Linked DNA regions of Zea mays: region 2 is linked to region 1. The links are chromatin contacts, called in public Hi-C maps. All regions are on one chromosome and are shown on one strand. The core of a region is the stretch at or near the end of the contact, and the rest is flanking DNA. Distances in the headings are between cores, read along the strand shown.

What was found. Hi-C and Micro-C count contacts between places; a contact is called where the count stands out from the background.
Region 2: a contact with region 1 is called in a Hi-C map of ear, with 2.2 times the contacts expected there. The contact joins the promoter of LOC100282590 here to the enhancer-like site in region 1. A contact is called at or near these places in 3 of 25 Hi-C or Micro-C datasets (ear, endosperm and tassel).

Annotation. Positions count from the first base shown.
Region 1 is chr2:62,480,172-62,485,320 of Zm-B73-REFERENCE-NAM-5.0, reverse strand. No RefSeq gene overlaps it. Among protein-coding and RNA genes, the nearest start is that of LOC100282997, 15 kb to the right of the region's middle. Within about 2 kb of position 1,775, at least 11 of the 20 cell types and tissues checked have an H3K27ac peak or open chromatin away from gene starts, as enhancers often do. A contact at or near this core is called in ear, where this site is marked.
Region 2 is chr2:62,680,672-62,685,904 of Zm-B73-REFERENCE-NAM-5.0, reverse strand. LOC100282590 reads right to left here and starts at 3,672. Exons shown (of 6, transcript NM_001412117.1): 1 at 3,459-3,672; 2 at 3,158-3,315; 3 at 2,954-3,070; 4 at 353-1,662; 5 at 3-267. The coding sequence starts at 1,525.

The sequences.
Region 1 (5,149 bases), core at 526-3,025:
ATCTGGGTGCTACAAAGAAAATCCTTGGCATGGAGATAGTCAGAGATACAAAGTCTAGATTGCTGTACTTGAGCCAGAAGAATTATATTGAGAAGGTCCTTCGTCGTTTCAACATGCAAAATGCTAAACCTGTGAGTACTCCATTGGCTCCTCATTTTAAACTGTATGCTAAACAGTGTGCTGAAACTGATGCTGATTTTGAGTATATGTCAAAAGTTCCTTACTCTAGTGCTGTTGGGTCACTCATGTATGCTATGGTTTGCTCTCGTCCTGATTTGTCTCATGCTATGAGCGTTGTTTCTAGATACATGTCTAATCTTGGTAAAGAGCATTGGAAAGTTGTTCAGTGGATTTTCAGATATCTACGTGGTTCTTCTAGTGCTTGTTTATGTTTTGGTAAATCTGGAGATGGTCTGGTTGGATATATTGATTCAGATTATGGTGGTGATTTAGACATAAGGAGATCACTTTCAGGTTATGTCTTTACTTTTGGAGATTGTACTGTGAGTTAGAAAGCTCGTTTATAGGATATTGTTGCTTTGACTACCACATAAGCTGAGTATATGGTAATTGCAGAAGTTACTAAGGAGGCGTTATGGTTGAAAGGTATATATTCAGAGCATGTGGAATTGAGTCTTGCATTACCATTCATTGTGATAGTCAGAGTGCTATTTATCTCACTAAAGATCAGATGATTACTGAGAAATCCAAGCATATTGAAATTCGTTATCACTTCGTTCGTGATATGATTGAGAAAGGTTTGGTGAAGGTATGCAAGATCAGTACTCATGATAATCCTGCTGATATGATGACGAAACATGTTTCTGTTGCTAACTTTGAGCTATGCTCAAGCTTAGTTGGTATTACAAATTAGCCTCTAGTGGCTGTTGGTGCCGGCATGATGATGATGCATTTTTGAGGTGGAGTTTGCTATTATGATGCTACAAGGAATTTGTCTCAAGGTTGAGTTTGTGATCTAAATTCTGAAAAGGCGGCCAAGTTAGCAAGTGAAGAGGAGGCCCGTCGCTGGGACGCTTGGGCCGGAGCGCAACCCAGGGATGTCTGGGGTGTGGGGGCTCTACCCCGCGTAGTATGGATCGTTCCCTACTCAGCTCAGGGTTTCACCTCTATAAATACAATTGTAATCCACAGTAAATAATTATCTCATTTGTAAGTCTCCTGCGATATGTAACCACCAGAAAATAGTGAGATTGTTGCTGGCCGGCGCCCGTGGTTTTTCACCTTCGTCTTGGAGGGGTTTTCCATGTTAAATCTGTGTCTTCTGTGTGTTTGATCTACTTTGTGTCGTATTGATTCATAACAGACGTTTCAAAGAGCTAGCAGTCCACGGTGCATCCTCCAGTCTTTGGTCCTTTGATCCAAGCCTTCTTGTCTGTCCTTCATAGCTCTAGATCCATCATGCATGGACTCGCTTGACTTTCTCCATTATCATCGACCATCTAACGCTTACACTTGTACATCATAGACAAGAGACATATTGCACACTCTCTACTCATACTATGATTAGTCTCAACTCTCAACATATTAAATCAAAGCTCTATCATCATTTGACAATCACTCATCACTCATACACATAGGCACATATCTATTGTATGTTCATAGAAACGTTTCTAGAAGAATATGGATGTTATTGCCCGTTTTGGAGAAGGGAAATAGCGCACATCTATTTTTGAGAAGGAAGAAAACTGTCTGTTCGCATAGCATCCGTTGGGCCTCATTCACATGGAAGACACAGCCTGCCATGGAGTAGCACTAGCACCCGAAGTCAGCTAGCTAGCAAACTATTAAAATGGGCCTGCACGGGCCAACCCGATGCTGCCACCCTCTTTTTCGTTTGATTTTTTTCTCTCTTATCGCACAAACTCAGGAAAGAATTCCCATAAAATTATAATATTCTTGGTTTTGTTGCACACGAAAAGAGTACTCTTTAAAAAAACTTCAGATTTAGAAGCCAGCGTACCCAAGAAAAAATTAGTCATCTCTAGAAAATCCGGCCATCATTTTAATATTGGAGGTACATTGTTTATTTATGACAGGTGGGCAAATTCTGCCTTACGCTCTTAATGCTAGGCACCACAAATCGAGAGTCTTTTTCATACCCCCTCGTTTTGGACAAGACTAAAATCAAACTTATAAAATTTTGACTATAAATAATTATTTTGTTATTTAGTTTTGAATATAATACTTGTATGCACCAATTTGTCTTAATTTTTTTTATAAAATTATCTCTACTACTAATTATGTTAGTAGTGTAGGCGTCCACACCCCTCGGCGCACGTTCTGCCGTGCGCATCCGCCCGCATCCCGCAGTCGCGCTGCATCCCGCAGCCGCCCGCATCCACGGCAGCGCTTCCATCCTCCACCCTCCTTCCATCCTCCGCGGGCCCCCGCCGCCGCTGCACCCGACGCCCACCTCTCCCACGGCGCGCCCGCACCACCACCACTGCCTCTTCTCCATCAAGCAGCTCAACACGCTGGGCGCGGCGGCCGTGCTCGCCTTCTCCACCACGGTCCCGCTCTCGGAGATCTCCTTCGCAGTGCTCCTCCCCCCTACCTCCTCGTCCTCGCCTGGCTTGCCTTCCCGCAGCGCCCGGGCCGCTCGAGACCCGGATCCCGCCTCTGCCCCTCGGCACCACCACGCCTGGCTCGTCAGTGTCTTCGATGGCCATGACGGCCCCGACGCCCCCACCCGACAGACACTGAGCCCTCTTCCGCTTGCGTGACCGGTGCCCCCTCGACTCTCCTCCCCACCGTGGCCCCTTCCCCAGCCCCAGTGACCAGCGCCGCCCTTCCTAGGCGCGGCCATGGCGACCATCGTGCCCTAGCCCGCCCCTGCACCATGGCAAGCACACCCCTTCTACTCCTCTCGCCCCAACCCCTGTGCAGCCTAGCGCGGTGGCCTATAACCCGCAACAAGGCGTAGCTAGCCGGCTGGTGGCCATGCCCCGGTGAGCCCCTGCTAGGCGCGGCCAGCAGCCCCCGTGGTCTAGCCCCTGCCCAGGCACACGCAAAACCCTGCCCTTGCAACTTTGTTCTCGGCGCCGCCCCACTCGCCCGAGATCTGCCGCGACAACTAGAATTGGACGTACATTGGGACTTTGAAGTGCGGCTAGGGTTTGTATGTCCTCACATTCACGTGTTCCTATGTCAAATTCATATTTTAATATTGTAATCGCTCTCGAGCAGGCTACCTGGCAATTGGTGGAAAGAGATGTGATGACGACGGTCATTTATCGAAGAGCAGGAGAGGCCCTAGAAGAAAGGCGACATCTTCTCGTTCTTCGGCAGGTGATGAGTCTAGAGTTCAATCGTGGAGTTTATTTAGGATGTAGATGGCGTACAGGCTCGCAATCTGGATTTATGAATGCTTTGCTCTGTTCTAGGTTAGGCTGCAATTCATATTCTGTCGTGATGGTGTAGAAGAGATATGCAACTCTGGAATGATGGTTGATGCTTCTAATACTAGATCTATTATAATACATGTTTTCTCTGGTTTTATAAATTTGTAGAAAACACTTCTCTCTAGCCATCTACAGATCAAAGGATTTTGAGCATGATACAGTTGGCATAATTTTCATGACTATAGTCTATTCGTATAATGGGATTATCTGATCTCTCAAATTTTGACCCATTAGCGTGTAATAATATTCCCGTTAATGTGATTTGGACAAGAAAGCTTAAGAACAGCCTAAAACATTCTCTCCCTGTAACAACCATTTTAGCAAAGTGGTGTGTTCTCTCCCTGTAACAAACATTGTAATATAAACTTAAGAACTTTCAAGCCTATGCTACACCATCACGACAGAGCAGTGAGAAATCTACTAAATCATAATACCATTAAGGAGTAGCCTCTACTAAATCATAATCATTATATTTTAGCCAAAATCTATAAATAGATTTTCCTACATTAGATTTATAACTACAACTTCTATTTTTTAGGTTCCAGTTGTGGTAAGTGTATTTCAGGCTTTCAGCCGTGCGTGGTCTCCTTCGAGGAGCAGGTTGGTGAAACAAAACTGCCCTATTTCTTCTTTATTTAACCTATTGGTGAAACAAGAGACTATAACTAGCAACACATTTACTCATGAAGTCTCTGTGTCCATATAAATGGTTTAAATATGATGTTCAGTTTTGCCCTTCCAGGTAATTTTATCTCAGTTTTACTTCCTTTGGATCAATTGCTGTGCGAATCATGAATAAACTTCTTAAATGGAGTAATTGGTTTTGTCTGAATTTCCTACTTCCAAGAATGCTCGGGTCTTTGAGATTGACTTTGGATCCGTTGAAGATGCCTAAACAGGCATTCCCATGTTTCTGGCACAAACAGAGAAAGAGATTTTAGCCACCAACAACTTATTGCCGCTAATAATAATTCATCACAAGAATACAGTAAAAAACTTCTTATTTATAGTTCTTCGTTAGTAATGGTCTTACCACATATATGGAGCTTCTACATTATTCAATAGGATGCTTGTGTCAGCATCCACTTTAAAAGGAGGGTATGTCATCAAATCGATCATAATCTTATTCATCATTAATATCCTTGACTCTGATAATCTTTTTTCTGGGCAAAATAATGTGGCTCATCATCTTGTTTTTTGTCACTTTTTGGGTTTAGAAGCTATATGTTTGTAGAATTCCCGAGTCACACCCTTCGTGAGGACAAAAGGTTCGTCTCTATATCCAATATTTTTTGGTCCATGGTTATTGGTTGTCAATTTGTCATACCATATTCAGGGTCCACTATAATGTCTCCACCTGCCAGTTAAAACCATTGCCAATGAAACAGATGAACCTTTAAATATACTAACTCATAGTCGAGTTCCTAGATCTCCTCTATGAAACAATAATTTGTGCCTTTGTTGCTAATGTTGTTTAAAGCATCTATAGAGACGCCACTATTTTGGTTGCTGATCTTGATTGACTTTGGATCCGTTGAGGATGCCCAAACAGGCATTCCCATGTTTCTGGCACAAACAGAAACAGGCATTCCCACTATAATGTCGAATATTACTCTACAGTCGCATTTGGTCTTTTACTGATTTTGTCTATCTATATTCCTTGATAACAAAATTTGATGCAGACTCCTTGGTAAATTGTTAATAAAAACATGGGAATCTGTACCCTT
Region 2 (5,233 bases), core at 2,423-4,922, 200 kb before region 1:
ACCTGCTTCCTTGGCTGCTTTGAGTATAAGTTGCTCAATAAGATATTTTGCAGGATCCCCCATTGGATTATCATGCATAAATTGATAAACCAACCGAACAACTTCATCATTGCTGAAGAAATCAAATAAGCCATCACTACCAAGCACAACAAACAAATCATCATCTGTAACTTTGTGACTCAATGTGTGTGGATTTGTGTAAACATATGGAGGGCTGCTCAAATCGCGGACTCGCAGAATGCCCATGAGTGCGTCGTTGAACTTCCTCTGCAAATTGACCAAAAAACTATGGTGTTAGTTACAACTGTAACAATGATATAAATTTTATTTACTTATTCAAGGGATATGTCACCTGCTTTAGATAGCCAACTCCAAAAGCACGAGTAACCTTCAGCTTTCCTTTTATTTTGTTACCCCTGACAACTGAAGAATCATTGGGATGTTCAGCTAAAAGTTTTTGGTACTCCAAAGGATTTTCAAGCGAGTGGGTCTCTGTCAGTTGAGTAGCCTTCAAAGCACCATTTTCTACATATGGCATGGAAGCAAGCACAGCTCTACTGTCCCCCATATTTAAGATGCACAGATCTGTTCCTTGAAGAAGAACAACCAGGATACAAGACCCTACCGAAACTAAATCTGGTCTATCATCCATCTCTTGTTCAACCATGCATAAAAAGTCATTCTCAGCTTGCTCAACAGCAGTAGAAAGGCAATTCAGTACACCAGATCGAAATGTTTCAGAAAATTTTATGCCTTCATTTTCTGAATTTCTCATGGCTAGTGTTAACTCACTTTTGAGACCATTAAGAGAGCTTTCTGATGAATTGTACAAACCATTTTGTTGCCTTATCCGATTCTCCAGCAGGTATAAGTAATATACTATGTTATCATATAGAGTTACCGCAAGAAAATCAGCTGCATCCCTCCCATTAAACCCATCATATATCCCACAAATCAGCCATCCATTTTTCTCTGAGCACACAGCTTGGACTCTATCCTCTCCAGCAGCTCCGCCAGCCATTTTCACCTCTGTATTAGTCAGAAAATTGGATGATACAGTTGTTGGGGCACTGGACCTCCAAATATTTTTACTGATCTCAAATATTGAGCTCTCAGTTGACACAGGACTGCCTTGTGAGGTAGAGAACGAGTCCAATCTTGACATTGATGGAGATGAAATAATTTTTCTGAAGGAGTTTGGAGAATCTAGTTCTGGTAAAATTTCTTCGCCAATAAGACCATTGCAAATATTTGTATTTGCCAATGTAAAATTTGCACTAATAGCAGCACCGGACAAACAAGTAAATGAGCCATTCCGTGACCCCATCATCGTATTAGTCCCAAACATGTTCTTAGGAGAAATGTCATTTCCATGATCATTTTCAGGAGAAAAGCTCTGATAAGAATCACAATGATATCCAAAGCTCACATTGAGATTGCTACAGCTCCTGACAAGCATATCTTCTTCCTCAGAGCTAATGCTGTGATCACTAGTGTCCTTATAAAACAGTTCCACATCCACCATGTTTTCTATAATAGTATAACACCAGTGTAACGTAGTACTGCTGGAACACTGTTTTCTAGGTTCCTGTGCTATTCAAATGCTATGCCAAAATGGCAAATACTACTTCCTTTATACTTGAACGGAAATGCAAACCAAACCTGCAATACTAAGAACAAAGTATTTCAAAAAAATATTACCTAGCTAATGATCCGAATACACATCATTATTTTGTTGTTAAACCGACTGTAAAAGAACCAAAAAGGGTCACATAATCTTTGATAAGCTAATAGCAAGGTGATTGTAAATCAGTATGTTCCAGCCTAGAGCCTACTGAATCTGTAGATCTGTGCACAACAATTGCAAAGGATGGCACCTTAACAAGGCAGATGGATGCTTCTCTAGTTCTGGTCATAGTATGGTGGTGATTGCAGTACAATTGATCCTCTCAGTATAAATATATATGACAATTCACAGGGTTCAAAACCGGGTGTTCATCTATTTATATGCTTGTGAGTTTAGTGGTCGTGTGCATCCCTAGCCAGTGCAGAGGCCAGAACTTAGACTCCCGTCATCTAAATAATGAAGTATTCCTTCCTGCTAACATGGTACTACTTTCATCCCTAATTAAGTGTTTGGTTGAAGAGCCAAGTAGAACAGAGCCGTTCCATCCCTGATTCTAGGAACGGAGCCGCTCTGTTCTGTGTTTGGTAATTTGGAACGGAGCGGCTCTGTTTTTTGTTTGGTTGCAGAGTGAACGGAATGGAGCGTGACTGTGAGAGCGGGATGGGAACGGAGCGGCTCCGTCCTGTTGATTTTTTGGAGCGGAATGGTTCCGGATCTGAGGAGAATATTCCCTAATTGGAGCGATTTTGTTCTAGTTCCTTTGTAACCAAACAGCAACAAAACTAGAACAGAACGACTCCGTTATACTTGCCTCTTCAACCAAACACTACCTAAAAGAATGTAAGTTTAGGTTTGAACCGGTCTCTACTAAGTTTACAGCAAATAGTATCAACATCTATTACTTCAGATAGATATAATATGAAAATATATTTCATGATGTAACTGACTTTAATAATTTGGAATCATAAAAGTTATATTTTTTATAAACTTTGCTAAATCTGAGATGAATTGATGAAAACAAAGTAGAATGCCGTTCTTCTAGGACGGAAGAAGTACGTTCGATTGACTATTTTTCCACCTAGATTTAATAGCACGGAAATTACATCTTAGGTACCAATCACCATTAATAAAATAAGAAAACTCAAGTTTGACTTGTACAGGTTGTAATATTTGCCTGTTCCCGAACCACAAACTTTTATATGAGAAATCAAACGCCATCAGGGACAGCCTACTCCACCTTGAATTGTACAAACCTACCCTCTTAGCTCTCATAAAAATTGGATACACCGGTTCTAAAATCAGTAGGGGGACAGAGCACACAATAACCTGAAGCGAGAAGGGGTTGCTTCGCATACGACCTGAGCACACAGCAGCTAAATGAACTTCACCGCAGCGGCTGTGGCCAGTGTTCCCACAGAAACTAACCTTCTTCTTGGTGTTTACCTACGCAGCAGCACAACACAAGAGAACGGAACACACATGAGACGAACGGTCAGACAGACAAAAGCACCCAGAGGCACAGAGACGTACAGATGCATCCATCTAAGTTCAGAGAGATGGGAATCGAGCCAGGCGACGCAGCCCCTGCTCTACCCCCATTCCTGAGCCCAACCCCCAAGCGCGCAGCAAGGCAGGAGACCGGCGCAATTTGCGTCAGGTAAAGCGCCGCCGCCCGTTCTTGAAAGGCCCTATCGCAGCAGAACAGAACATCGAATCAACAATCAGCATACGGCGCAAGTCGAGTGAGATTGCAGCTGCAGTTGCGTGTACAACTACATACGCATCTACAGAACACGGGCCAAGGGATGAGAGGAGCGATTCGCACGCTCACCTCACGGCCAATGACCAACCCCGAGCCGCAATCCGGGAATAGCCGAGCAAGTTGAGGCGGAGTGGCAGGAGGACCAGGAGAGGAAGAGAGACGCGTTGCGGGTGCGGTGCGGAGATGGGTGACGGAAATTCGCTGGAAGGTGTGGGCTGCGCCGAATATATCGCGGGCTTGGGGGTGGTGGGCAACGGAGAGAGAGGAAAGGAAGCAATCACCTGATTTTTCTCCGTTTTTTGTTTTAGTTTTCTTAAATGAGATCTGAATGTTTCCTGTGATCTGATTTGATATACCAAATCTAACCAGTCACTAGGCACCTCGATAATGACACTGCTGTTTGTGCTTCACCCTTTTGTGCGGCCGGGGTAGAAATTTCAAATTAATGTAGTCTAAAGAGTGTGGTTGTCTCTTTAAGGCTATGACTATGATCAACAGATGGTATATATGATTGTATAAAACAATATTTTTACTATAGACTACACTATTTATATAGTAGAGATTGAAATACTCTCTCCGTCCAAAAGTCCTCATCGTTTAAGCGTCCCACACTAAGACCAAGGATGCCCCTCCGTCTGCATGGCCGCCGCTGTGAAGTTAATTATCTAGCGTAGTTTTGTATTTTCAATATACGCATATGTACCGTCGCGAAAACCTTCCGTTAAAGTGTCATCTATCATCCGTGAAACTGAAAATATGGGTGTGACATGAACATGCATGCTTCGGATGGAGTTAACAGTAGGGAACAGAGACGTATTTGAAGCAACTGGACAATAAAGACGCATCAAATGAAGCAACGCAAACGAGGAGCCATGAATGTCTGGGATGAGGTGCAAATTGTGGTCCCTAGCTTAAACGATGTGGATTCCTGGAAGAATTTATTTTGCTTAGACGATGAGGACTTTTGGACAGAGGGAGTAGAAGATAAGATGAGTACGCTGCTGGAGATGGACTAAGGTGTTTGGTTCCTCATAGATTTTGCCATTTTGGAAAGTAAGTTAGTGCATAGATCCACTACAAATTTGTTTATCACCTCGTAGTGAGATTGAGATTCCGAGCACAAAATCCAATGCAAAATTCATGACCTAGAATGAGATTTTAAAATGAGCCATGAATCAAGTATGGTCTAATTATTAGCCTATAACTACTCTTTATGTTGGGACTTATGGCCCCAGTAGCCAAGAGTAGTGTGGTGTAGGTTTTGATGCCCTTAGCGAGGCAGGGGTGCAGAAGGGATCTCTCACTTGGTCCCAAGGTTTTTCCGAGGTCAATGGGTGACATCATGGTTGTAGATGGCGCCCTTGGCATTGCAAGGGTCCTAGGTGCATTTTTCCACGGTTCCCTTAGGACCCATTACTCCTATGGAATATATGAAGCACACTGTTGGGGGCCTTCGTCTTCCAAAGGTCCTCAAAAACATGACTAACATATTTTCCAAGTGTAATATATGTACAGGAACCTTCGGACATGGGATAAAGCTATACATGAGATGAAGGGCGCGGTTCAGGAGAAGGATGAACCAATGCCGAAGCTACCCGTGGAAAAGCTTTGGCTCAGCAGTGGAAAATGGAACCGACTTAAAAGGGAAAATGTTGTCTAGTCCTCGATAGATTATCCCTAGGTCAATAGTAAATGTCAAGGGCATGATTGTAATTTCACACAGGTTGCGTCATGTGCCTATAAATAGATGAACAGTGACATCGCACTGTTCACGCTGACTTGTATTCACTCGTGTGTCACGCTTGGACTTTTGTCTTCTGTCAAGCCGAAGGTACAAATGTAAT